2 separate regions of the Mus musculus genome follow, and region 1 is linked to region 2. The links are chromatin contacts, called in public HiChIP or PLAC-seq maps. All regions are on one chromosome and are shown on one strand. The core of a region is the stretch at or near the end of the contact, and the rest is flanking DNA. Distances in the headings are between cores, read along the strand shown.

Region 1 (7,046 bases), core at 740-3,239, 82 kb after region 2:
CTGTCACTGAATCTAGACCCTCACAAATCGGCTAGATCATTCATACAGCAAGCCCAAGGGATCTACCTGGCTCCATCTCCCCAGGGCTGGAACTGTATACAAGCCTACCCTGGGATTACAGGTCCACAGTGAAGATAAAGGCCTGCAGTGGGACACCTGGCTTTTTTCCTTTTTATCTGGGTTCTGGAAACATATCCTCAAGGCTTGTATGACAAGTGATTTGTCAAGCAATGAGTCACTGCCCAAAAGACCTTGCTCTTGACCACTATACTACACTGATGATCATATCTGAACAGCAAATGTGGCCCAAAAGTGATAATAAAGACATCTGTGTGACTACTGTGCTCCTTCAGGGTCAGAGGTCAGAGAGGAAGGCAGTTGTTAGCATCCTTGCAGATAACGGGACAAAGACTGCTTTCTCAGGCTGAAACTTAAGAACCATGTATGTTTGCAGAATGAACACCGACAGTCATATTCACCCTCAATAACAATCACTAGTCCGTGGGGGTGCTTCAGCTTTCTGCCCAGAGCTGCGGTTTTGCAGCAGGATGCAAACCCTATGCATCAATTATCTGGAACACTTTCATCATCCGACTGGGACTCCACATTTGTACTTTAACGCCTTCTCATGACCCCGAAGCATTCCCAGCAAGGGGACTGTAATCTTACAGATAACAAATGCCACTTCCTGCTCACATACTGTCAGGACTTAGTATGAATTAAATTAAAGGATACCATTCTACTATAGCACTCTTAACGACTCCCTCTCCCTACTTTTGAGAATACCTGACCCACGGGTTCTCAGCACCCACTGGACTTAAATAATCCAAAGCCACTGCGTCCAAGGTCATACACGATCTGAAGACCTTCACCTGCCTTCAAAACGCTTCACTTTCAGGCCTCTGCCCTTTCTACTTATTGATCACTCTACCTGGATTATTCCTAGATCCGTTCCTTCTCGGCTTTCTGTTCCTCACGCTTCTATCTCCTCCTTCCCAAAGCTTGGCCTTCAAGGACCTGCTTCCCATGCTGCATCCTTCTAGATCCTAAGCTCTAACTCACCCTGGCCGGCAAGTCCCACTCCAACAACTGCTTTTAACCACAAAACTGCTGGACACACTTAAGGCTGCCAGCTTTCTCCACCCCAGCCCAAAATACCAGGAAGAAACTAATTTCTAAAGAAAGCATTTGCAAATGATAATGTAACATGTCACCTCGAAACAAAGGCGGTAACCCAAGGCTGGGCTGGTTAAGTAGTGTCTACCGAAGACCTACCCCCTACTCCCCGCCCAAGAACCAGGCTTGGCTGATGGTTCACACGCTTTTCAAGAGCCGAAACCAGAAGGGTCGGAGGAGTCTGCGGGCGGCTGGCGCTGCCTACCTTGAACTCTGCGGAAAGTTGGGGCGTGTATTCGCGCGTCCAGAGCGCGCGCACCAGCGCCGCCAGCTGCTCGGTGACCTCGGCGCGGCCCGGCGCCGCCCGGTAGCGCCCCAGCGCTAGGAACTCGGCCAGCAGGTCGGTGTTGCTGAGACACTGCACCACCGCGTTCATGAAACAGGTGTTGCCATGGTTCTTCAAGCCCTGAGCGCCGGGCGGACGCGCCCCGTCACCCGAAGATATCTGGGGTTGGGATCCCGGAGGACGATCTGGCCCTGGACTCCCGGCAGAGGCTGGTGCCGGGCCCGGGGCGCAGGCAAAGCCCCCTTCTCCATCGCCATCGTAGGGACTGGGCTGGGCCGGGGGCCGGGGCGGCGAGTCCCCCGAGCGGGAGCGGCTGCCCAGAGCTAGCAGGAAGCGGTTAAGCAGGCGGCGAAGGGAACGGCGGCGGCGGGGCCGGGGCGCGGGCGGCCCCTCTCCCAGTGCGTTCCCCACGCCCGGATCCATGCTGGCCACGCACGGTGGTCCGGGAGCGCAGCCCCCGAGACCCCAGGCGGGCCGGCAGCTTCCCGGTCCTCACCGCCTCCCGGAGGCGCCGGGCGCCGGCTACCTGAGAGCCAGGTGTGCGGACACCGGGCGAGGGCGGAGCCAGGGGCGGGGCCGCCACGCCACGCCCCACGCGGGAATCCGGCCCTAGGGCAGCGCCCGCCGCCGGGCTCCCGCCCCCGCGGCTGGAGCTGGGAATGCACTCCCTCTGAGCCCGCCTAGTGGACTTCCCCGCCCTTCCTTCCCGCCTTGGAACAGGCCTTTCACCTCGGCTCGCCTTCCCCGCCCATCCCTAAACAGCGTAGCTAACCCGGGGATGGAACCTTCTGAAGCGCCCAGCGAAGCAAAGCCCTGGCTCTGGCTAAGTTTCTGGTCGTGGAAGCCAGATGAAGACTAAGAAAATTGACCGGCGAGCGGTGCCCCTGTTCGTGCCCAGGTGTCCCGAGAGGCGCGCGCTGGCAGCTGTGCAGGTGGGGAGCCCAGGCTCAGGTGCATGCGGTCAGGTGGCGCCACCTCCTTTGCAGCCTTTGCCTACACCGGTCACCCCAGGACCTGAACTGGGAGTGGGAATGCTAGTGGGTTGGGAGTTTGTTTTCTTTTTCTTGCTGTTTTGTTTTGTTTTTTTAAATAACACAATAGGTTACATTCATTTTCCTTAAACTTGGGAGACTTGAACGTCCTGGTTTTCATTGGTGAAGGGAGCTCAGCGAGGTTGAGGCTGTGAAAAGAGAGGAACCGGAATTCGACCCTCCCTGGGTGCACTGCAGAGTTCAGGCTCTTTACAACCCCAGTATTTGCTTGGCAGGAAGTTTTCCGGTTCTCAGGCGCGCCCCCTACTCGGTTGCTGCTTCGCTCCTCCACGCTAAAGCCTGGCTGTATCCTTACCCAATCAGAATTAGTTTGGCCTCGCCCCGCCCTTAATTCCCTGGGTAACCCTGGAGGCCTCTGCTCCTTTTATGCCTTAACTGTCAGGTTTATAATTAATCAGGCAAGGTCTTGCAAAATGAATTTCTCATCAGTTTGTAGCTCAAAAAGAGATCAGCAGCTTTCTGGAGTCAGACTTACATCAGAACCCAAAAATGTGACTTGCTATTTAATAATAAGTGCTCATCATTTATTAAGTATCCCTCCTCGATCTTCACATAGAATTGCAGCAGTTACCTGGTGCCAAAAAGTTGCATAAGTTAAGGATAAAGAAGAAACTGTAATGTGGAGACTTGAAGTGTAAAAAGCCACCATTTACCTTCCTGGGAAAGACATCCACCTAGTTGATAAATTTATAAGGTTCATTTCATGACCCGGATGTACTGAAGGTGCCGTGGTCATAGCAGACTCTGATAAATCATCTCCGGTATTTCACCTTTGAGATCATGTCAAGATCCCCAGCAGGGAGTTTTCATTTGGTAACAGTTTCGGGAGCGGCTGTTGCTTTTGTTTTGCTAGGAGGTTGTTGGTAAGAAGGAGGGAGTCCATCACACTTATGTTGCTCAGGTTTGTCTGGAACTCTCATTCTCAACCTTAGCCTCCTGAGTGCTGGAATCCTGGGTGTGTGTCTCACGACTCACAATAAATGTCTGAGCAGAAATCTATTCTTACTTGGCAAAGTCGAAAACTGGAGCTAGAGTTGGTTTATGAGCTTGCTGTAAAGGCTAATTTTTGATTGTCGATTCGATCAAATTAAGAATCACCTGATGACCCTGTCTCGAAAAACCAAAAAATCCAAAAAAAAAAAAAAAAAAAAAAAGAATCACCTGGTTGGGGGTGGGGGAACTGGAGCGATGGCTCAGCAGTTAGGTTAAACTGCTCTTCCAGAGGTCCAGAGTTCAAGTCCCAGCAACCACATGGTGGCTCACAACCATCTATAAAGGGATCTGATGCCCCCTTCTGGAGAACAGGTGAACATATGATAGTGCACTCATACATTTGCATATATATATTTCAGAGGGACTTTGGGCTATAATAGAGCAGGTAAAGGTATTGGCTACCTGACGACCTGAGTTTGATCTCTGTGAACCACAAGATGCAGAGAGAGAGCTGACTACCCCGATTGTCTTTGGGCTTTTATCTGTGTGCTATAATGGACACACACTAAGAAATTAATAAATATTTTAAAAATCAGCAAGCGATTGAAGCATACCTCTGGATGAGACTGGGAGGGTGACTCTTGAGAGGATTAATAAGTTGGTAAAGACTCAGTCTAAGTCTGAGTGGCGCCATCACGTGGCCTAGGGGCCTGGAGGGAATCAAATGGGTACGGAGAGCCCTCTGCATTCCTCTCTCCTTCCCGTCTTCAGTGACTGAGTGTGTATGCCTCACCAGGAGGGTCTCCCCTAGTGCTGGGGGCAAAGCCACCACGTTCAAAGCAGTGAGTCCGAGTAAGTCATTGCTCTTTAGATTGTTGCTGTCAGGTATGTGGACACAAGCTATACAGGAGTTAACTAATACACCTGCACAAAGACCTGGGTTCAAACCTATACCTATACCTATACCTATACCTATACCTATACCTATACCTATACCTATACCACTTCACCATTGAACTGATCATTTAAAGGGTGAGTTTGGACTAGGGCGATAGCCCTGTGTATGAGGCCCTGGTCTACCACGCACAGGTGAGCTCGCCTCATCTTATTTTTATAAGGAAACAGCATCCTTCTCTGGGAACAGGTCAGGAAGAATGCCTGTGGATTTGGATTTTGTGAGACACAGAAAAGAGATCATGGTCAGAACCTTCTAATTTATTAATAATTTGAAAGTTTATCCAGTACATATATATATATATAGGATAAACTTTCTCTTTAGTATATTTCAATTTCAACATACAATGTAAGATAGTAAGTGTTAACATATTGTATAAAGTAAACAAATAACTTCAAGATAAAGTAATTTGACTATAGGGCAAAAATAGGTGTGAGAAATCAAACCCGGTTCTGGAGTTATGCAAACTTGGCCCTGGACAGGCCTGTGCTCGACACAGGGTGGAAGCTGCGGAGATCCAGAGCCCATCACGAAGCAAATGGGTATTTCCACCTCAAGATGGCTCCATCTGCGCTCACACTGACGATATACTGGTTTCCTGGACTTATCCGCATGGCCATGATGTTGCCGCTGTGCCCCACCCCGACGTGAGTCACTTCACCCTCGTTGTAGTCCCAGACTTTGACCAGATGGTCATGGCCACCTGAAACACAATTGCATGGCGTTGCTGGCAGAGACTCCTAAACAGCCCTGGCCTCACGGAACTGCTTGCTTTTCAACACAGTGTCCCATGTGCCAGCTTGAAGGAAGAAAAATCCATATTTATATAAAGCTTTTTTTGATCTTAAAAAAAAAAAATCTATGTATGTCCTAGTAAATTTAGAGTGGAAAGGAAAGTACCAATCAGAATTAACCACTAAACACACCAGCATCTTATCTCCTTCCACTGTTCACGCATGGAGGCACATTGATGGGTGTCCCAGTGTATGTAGTTTGATACCTTTTTTTTTTTTTTTTTTGGAGGCAGATAAATGTACTACAGGTAAGGTAATATATTACATTGCATCTCTATGTAATATCCCTGGCTGTCCTGGATCTTGCTTTGTAGACCAGGCTGGCCTCCAACTCACAGAGATTCCCCCTGCCTCTGCCTCCTGAGTGCTGGGATTAAAGGCATGTGTCATATCTTTTTGTTTTGTTTTGTTTTGAAGTCAATGTGTTTATGGAACTTTCATTTACTTGAAGCACTTATAAACGTCAAAGAGCCTGGCAGGAAATTATATTAATGCTGTTCCAGTGGACGTGACCTGTGGTTAATGCTCCCCAGACATCACGGAATTCAACAGCAAGCAAACAAACAAAGCAAACTGCTGGTTAGGAGCCCAGTGAAAAAGAGCACTGGTGGTCTACCTCTTATCCTAGCACTCGGGAGCCTGAGGCAGGAGGATCACTAATTCAAGGCCAGCCTGAGCTACATACAGTAAGACATAGTTCAAAACAAAAACAATAAAAACAACCCCCCAAAAAATGCATAGAAAAGCGAGTAGAAGTCTCGGGACATTTAAAGCCTCATTTCTGCCCCAAAGAGCAAACATAGCCATGTAAAGTGGGGCTTTTCTCTGGGCTCTACTCAGATGTCTTCCTTCACTGAAGTGTCTTTTGGACCTTTCCAGCTTTGGTGGTGGGCCGTCCTGGGCTGAATGTAACCAAGGTGTCCTTAAGACCCTCTACTAGCTCTTCTGACTATCCCCACCCCCAGCCCCACCCCCGCCAAGGGTACAACCCTGATTTACTAATCTTATCCAAGACTAACCTGTAACAAAGTGCCCTCCTTCCTGAGTGATATCCATACCATTGATGGACCCAGACAAGGAGCCTTCCAACTCTCTGATTACTGATCCATCAAATACTTCCCAGTAAGCAATCTGGAACGTAGGAGAAGGAGTTAGACAGGAGTCAGTGCTGTAGAACCATCCACACACATGCTAACAAAAGATGCCTGCACTTTATATAGAAAGTAGCAAAAATACACCATGGGAGGGGACCAGTTGGAATTATAAATAGGCCATGGCGAGGGGGTGGAGGAACCATCTTATTATTCTTAGTATTGGTTTTGAAGTTTGCATGCTATTTAAAGAGATGTTGATATGCGATAAACCTGGGGTGACAGAGATTTTTGATAAGGCGAAGCAGATTGAGTCTGCTGCCCCGTGTAAAATAAAGAGCCACGGATGGGTCGGCTCCTGCGATCTGAGGAGGAGGGCTGAGCTGCAGGCCCAGTGGGAGGGAAAGTATGGGGAGTGAGAGTTCTGGAGACTGGGCTTTGCTAAGTCACTGGCTCCTCCCCTCCGCCCCGCCCCCCGCCCCGCCCCGCCCCCACCCCACCTGTCCTGTGACTGGACTGGATCTCGTCTTGCTCTACCACCACCACCACCAACAACAACAACCCCACCCACCTCCCATCTTTATCCACCGCCAAAGCCAAACTACAACTTGCTTTTCTGGACTAAACCAGCAACATAATTCCAGACTGCGAACACTATGTGAATAGCTGATAGACTGTTTAGGACATAATTAATGACCTTAAAAAAAAAAGTCTTGGGCATGTTGGGGAAAAAAAAAAAAGATTGGGTAAAGATGCAGT
Region 2 (6,282 bases), core at 2,855-5,354:
GGCCCCTGCTGACTTCCTCCACACTTGGGGTAAGGGCTCTTCAAAGGAGACTTGAGTTTCCTCACCTCTAAGGACAGCAGCAGCTTATGGTAGAATCTCAGCAGCTTCCTGAACATCTTCAGTCCAGGTTCCTCCCTCCTTAACAGACTTTCCAGCAACTTGGAAGTCACTGACAACCCAGGGGGCCCTCCTTCCAACACAAGAAAGATGACTCAGGAACTAGATGGCCAGGGAGTTCTCGTTGATATATTTTTATTTAAGTTATTTATTATTCCTAACAGAAGAAGCAGCCTAAGTGTGCACTCAATGAAACTGTACATACATATAAAATGTTGAGTGTTTTAGGAATGTATTATGTGCCTGTGTGTGCATGTATGTATACTGTATATGTGTGTATGTGTACATGCATACATGTATCATGTGTATGTTTGTGTGTGTATATAAGTATGTATGATATTCCCTTGAGAGCATTATACAAATCAAGTTACAAAACATCTATGTTACTCCATAATATTTTCTCACACCCAGTTCACACCTGCTCCTCAGAACTCGGTGTCATTTGAGGTTCTTCACACAAATCGATATTTATTCTTGAATTTCCCATAAGTAGGTGAGCAGAGCGTGTCTGTTTTACGTCTCCCTTTCTCTCGAGTGATTTCTTTGCCAGTCATTTTGGCTGTACAGGTCAGTAACTTGTGTTTTTGTTCATTTCCCTTTTACTGTATGATATTCTGTGACAGAAATACTCTGAAGTGTTCAGGCTATGGGTAGTGTCACTGATTTATTGCTATTGCTTGAATCTGAATGTCCCCCAAAGACCCATGTGTGAAAATCATGATGCCCAGGTTGATACTGTCAGGATCTACAGGGAAGGCCCTTAGGTTTGGGGGAGTATGTCCTCAAAGAGCAGTAGGCAGAACACCCCATTCTTTCTCTCTTTGTTTCTTGGCCTACAAAGAGGTATTGAGCAGCATGGATGATCGGCCATGAACTAGAACTTCTGGAATACAATTAGCCTTTCTCTTTTACATGTTGATTGCCTCGGGTAGTTTGTTACAGTGATGGAAAGCTGAGTAGCACAGCCATGGATGCTCTGTTTACATTATCTTCCACCGTTTAGCCTGTCTACTAAAGTCTTAATTGGGGGTATCATGGTTTTTTGTTTGTTTGTTTGTTTCGTTTTTAAAATTCTCATATGCCCAGTTTTTAAAGGACCACTCTTTCTTCTATTAAAAAATACTTACTTTTATGTATGTATATGGGACCTGTGTCTGGGTACCCTGGGAAGCCAGAAGAGGGTGTCAAAGACACTAGAACTAGAGTTACAGGCAGCTATGAGCCTGAGGTGGGTGCTGGGAACCAAACTCCGGTCCTCAGGAAGAGCAGGAAGCACTCTTAATTACTGAGCCATCCCCCCAGGTTCTTTTTTTCTTTTATTTCTTGAATTAGTTATTTCAAAGACCTTATCAGTTCATCCTAATACCTTAGTGGAATTTTACACATTAATTATTTGTTGCCCTGTAACTTCAAATTCAAATAAAATTTAAATGTGAAGCTCTTGAGTGTCATAGAAGAACTGAGAAGAAATCCAAGGGATCTCTCAGGTATCTTTACAAACTGACCTACGTGCTCCTTTGGAGACTAAATGACTCACAGAGATCCTTATACAAACCAGTGTATGCCGAGTTAATGTGGTCAATGTGTCTGAGAACTTTCCAACAGGTCTTCCCAGGGCACCCAGGAAGCTGTTTCAAAAGAAAATTGACCATGGTGTTATGGCAGCAGGTATAAACCATCAAAGTCACAGTACTCCATGCTTCCTGTGACCGCCATAACACCTGTGACCACCTCCTCCTTTCAGTCCACCATCTTCACCCAGTGCTGTAACTGCAGACTCTTCCGTCATTTTTAGCCAGGGCTTGCAGTGATCCTGACAACACCTTTCAATCTGCTATGGATGTGACTCATTGAGCTTGGCTTTCCAAACTGGGTAGCAGTAATCGTTAATTTGTAACAAAGGAATATTTCAAAAGGAGACTTTTGCCCTGTTACTGGCAAAAGTGTTACCTGTCTTTTTTTGGCTTTTCTGAACTAGAACCTCAAGCTGGCTACAAACTCACTATGTAGATAAAGATGGCCTTGAACTGATTCCTCACCTTCTGACAAATTCTGGGATTAAAGCATGGGCCACCAAACACAGCTACCCTGTCACTTTCTTACTCTGAGAGTGCTAGCACATTATGTAATTCCAGCACAGAGGGAGAAAACTGGGCAAGAAGGAATTTTATGACTTCAAGACTACCTTGGGCCACAGTGTGAAACCTTATCTCAAAACAAACAAAAGGAGCTTGAGAGATGACTCATCAGTTAAGAGCACTGGCTGCTCTTCCAGAGGTCCTGAGTTCCATTCCCAGCAACCACATGGTGGCTCACAACCATCTGTAATGGGATCCGATGCCCTCTTCTGGTGCATCTGAAGACAGCTACAGTATACTCATACACATAATATGAATAAATCTTTTTTTAAGGGCCATTTGAGTTACGTGAGCTTCTAAGCTTCCATCCACCTGCTTCCTCCTTAGAAAGTATATCTTTTTATCTAATAAACTATCCTTACTGCTACATCCACACATCTGTCTAATTCCTTGTTCTGGACCACAAGAACCTAGAAATCCCAGTAATTGGCCACCAAACCTGTTCTCAGCTGGCCGGGGGGGGGGGGTGTGTGTGTGTGTGTGTAATATGCCAATGTTTCTAACCTCTCACACTTTCTACTGCATATGTGCTAGAGAAAAGCCACACCAAACTGCAGACACAGGTGGGAGGAGAAAGAGGAGACGAGGGTTGGGGGTTGGGGGGAGGAGAAGGAGGGAGAGAATGAGTAGGAGAAGGAGAAGGAAGGGGAGGAGGAGAAGAAGGAGAAGGAAAACGAGGGGGAAGAGAAAGAGGAGGAGGAGGAGGAGGAGGAGGAGGAGGAGGAGGAGGAGGAGGAGGAGGAGGAGGAGGAAGAAGAAGAAGAAGAAGAAGAAGAAGAAGAAGAAGAAGAAGAAGAAGAAGAAGAAGAAGAAGAAGAAGAAGAAGAAGAGAAATAATTATTAACTGGAGGACCTGAATATAGATCACAGCATCAATATTAAAGCTGTGCATGGCGGCCCTACCCATGCCTGCAACCCCAGCATTTAGGGATGCAGAAATAGGAGAATAGTGAGGGCTTGCTGGTTGCCAACCTAGCTGAAAAATGTCTCTGAGGCACAAGGTAAAGTATGATAGAGGTATCCTGGTGTCCTCCTCTGGCCTCAGTATGAGTCTGGACACACAAGGGAAATCAGGTATTGATTTTACTTCTTCTATATGAACAATTGAATACTTTGACAGTCTGAGATCCTTAGTTGTATCTGTATACCTTGCCTTCTCTCTGTGTACTTATTCTGCATAATGTTAATCACCAAAGATATGAGGCAAAGCAATACATAAGCAAGATTCATGTTTCTGATAACTGTTACTACTATGGTGGTGGTAATACCAGTCAAACACTTTTAGGAGAACAAGTCGAAGGGACTCACTTAAAGTAATTTGCATAGGAGAGGAAGACCTTCTATGCAGGAATAAGTATGTAGTGGCAAAGCAGATATGCACATGAGTATCTAAGAGGCCCATCCTGCATACAGACTCTCAGAAATGTGGGAAAGGCACATTGTAGAAATCTGCAATGAGAGCCTTGGGGGGGGGGGGGGGGTTAGGACATTTTCAATAATACTGTACTTGTATCCCAGGTCAGTAAAGCCTTAGGAAACTGAAGTTACCCTACAGCTCTATTGCTTTGATGAGGTACCACAACCAAGGCTACTTATAGAAGAAAGTTTAATTGGGGTCTTACTTACAGTTTTAGGGGCTACTTCATGATCATCATGGTGGGAAGCAACAGGCTTGGCACTGGAGCAGTAGTTAAAAGCTTTACAACCTGATGTGCAAGACAGACAGGCAGACAGACAGAGACATAGACAGAGAGACACAGACAGAGAGAGACTGGGCCTAACATGGGCTTTTGAAACCTCAACGCCCACTCCCAGTGACACACTTCCTCCAACAAGGCCACATTTCCTAATTGCTCCCCAAACAGTAGCACTCCCTGGTGACTAAGCATTGAAATATATGAGTCTATAAGGGCCATTCTCCTCCAAGCCACCAAATCCTAGCAATTCATTTTTACTTCTACTGCAGTGGAGTGGTGTTGCCCATGCATTTAATTTATATGCATACAATTATGATAAATCAATTATCAGAGATTAGCAGATAAATATTCTAAAAGAACTGATGGGTGTCTCTACTTCAGTTCCTGCCTCCTGACTTTCTTCGATGACGATCTGTGACAAGGAAACCTGTGTAAGCAAAGTAGATCCTTTCCTGCCCAAAGCTTTCAGTCGTGCTGTCCATCATGGCAATGGAAACCCTGACTAACACAGTCCTGATCATTGTTTTGCCGCGTGCATTAAGAACTTAAGGAGGTCATCTCAGAAAGCCAAGTTAGTCACGGCAACTACAAAGACATCCTTAAAGGAAAAGACACTAAATGTCACTAAGAAGTCTGAATCGAGGGAGGGCTAGAAGAACCAATAGGGCACTGTCTTCAGGATTCTGTAGTTATGTAAAAGTGGGTACTCTGACATTAAAGTGTAACATAGCTGACATCAAGGCCAATTCTGTCTTCCCAACATGTTCCCCACATAAGATGCAATGCCACTATACAGACACTAAAGAAACAAAATCTTCCCAGGATGCTATACACGTATTTTCAAGGTAGACTATTTCAATTTGAACAAGTCCTGTGTGAGATGCAGCACAATTTCCTGATGGAGTGGCGAGACTTACTGGAAATCTTTTTGAACCAGGATTCCTGGTGTCCCTGACTCAGCAACTTTCTAGAGAAAATGAGCACTAAGTCTGCCTTCTACTCAAATCCTTCATTTTAATGGTATCTTTATGACTGGGCCGTCTGACCATAAATGTTAAAGATGACCCAGAACCTTGGACTTCTCCTAAAAATTGCACGCTAAGTCCTTGCTTGTATGCTCATCTCTACTCATTGCTACTCTAAGATTTGACCAAAATGAGAAATTTGACCTCTAAGGATCAGCATTGCTGTTTTAATGTACGCCGAAATCTGGAAATTTAAGGCCCATCTGGCTCTCTGTTAAAGAGTCTGAGACTGCAATACTGTTGAGATTAGGTCCACTGGAGCCCAAAGCTGCAGATGCCATGACAACCCACTCATTCAGTCAACAGAGGATTTCTAAGTGCCTGCTCCACCTGGACTCTTGGAGACCTCTTGATCACAGACCACACTTACAAGGAGATAAGCAATGAAGAGAAGCCCAGAGAATAAAGAGTGGAGTTGTGAGCTCTACATCTGCAGATGCAACCAGCCATGGATGGAAGACACTTTAAAAATAAATATCCTTGCCATCATCCCCTCAGCAATTCGGTATAACAGGTACATTTTTTAAAAGATGTGTTGACTTTTGTGTGCATGGATGTTTTTGCCTGCATGTATGGATGTGTACTATGTGCATGCCTGGTGCTCAAGGAAGCCAGAGGAAGATGTCAGATCTCCAGGAGCTGTGGATGGTTGTGAACCATCCTGTGGATGCTGAGAACTATACCTGGATCCTTGGCAAGTGCTGATAACCACTCAGCAATCTCTCCAGCCCCTATTAGAAATATTTACATTGTAGCGAGTATTTGAGATGCAACTTGGGTTACCTGCCAGTAATTATAGACGCTGTTTATGAGGAATATGAGCGTCCTGGAACTTTGGTACCTGATGGAGTTCATAAAGCTGGTCTCTGATGGGTTCTGAGGGACAACTGAGCTCTGGGGAAATGGAAAGGGATTCAGCCCAGGTACTCAGGAGGCACTTTTATAAGCAGTGATGTGAGAATTTTCCCAGATGGTGGAGAAAAGTCAGTGCCATGAAGGAAAGGGAACCCAAGTATAGGAACAAAGGCCAGCATGGTAGAACCCCAAATATGTTATAGCATAGGAGATGTTTACTGGTCTTCACAGGCTATGAGAGGGGGGGGAATATAGAACAGAAGACGTGAGATCTGTCTAGGACAGACTTGATTCATGTAGACCAGAGCAACACTCACATTGATGGAGAATGCGGTTGACTCTTAGACATCCACATCTGGGCTAGAATGCATTTTACTCCCTTTTGCCCTTGGCTTTGAACACAGTGCTCACTGTGAATCTGTTTAGCTTACTGCAATGCCTCACTTTTTT

The links. HiChIP or PLAC-seq counts read pairs in DNA pulled down with a chosen protein or histone mark.
Region 1: an HNF4G HiChIP or PLAC-seq map of pancreatic cancer cells shows a contact between it and region 2. The contact joins the promoter of Usp43 here to the enhancer-like site in region 2. A contact is called at or near these places in 3 of 484 Hi-C or Micro-C datasets (embryonic stem cells and nephron progenitors), 6 of 115 datasets of contacts at active chromatin or transcription factors (embryonic forebrain, embryonic stem cells, forebrain and 1 more) and 3 of 9 other capture datasets (adipose tissue, liver and pancreatic islet).

What each region holds. Positions count from the first base shown.
Region 1 is chr11:67,920,164-67,927,209 of GRCm38.p6, forward strand. It overlaps Usp43 (ubiquitin specific peptidase 43), which reads right to left and starts at 1,990. Exons shown (of 15, transcript NM_173754.4): 1 at 1,382-1,990. The coding sequence starts at 1,885. Cfap52 (cilia and flagella associated protein 52) reads right to left here. Exons shown (of 14, transcript NM_027963.2): 13 at 6,216-6,327; 14 at 4,643-5,105. The coding sequence ends at 4,930.
Region 2 is chr11:67,835,922-67,842,203 of GRCm38.p6, forward strand. All of the region lies in intron 1 of Gm40032 (a long non-coding RNA gene), which reads right to left. Among named protein-coding and RNA genes, the nearest start is that of Gm40032, 5.5 kb to the right of the region's middle. Within about 2 kb of position 4,105, at least 3 of the 459 cell types and tissues checked have an H3K27ac peak or open chromatin away from gene starts, as enhancers often do. A contact at or near this core is called in pancreatic cancer cells, where this site is marked.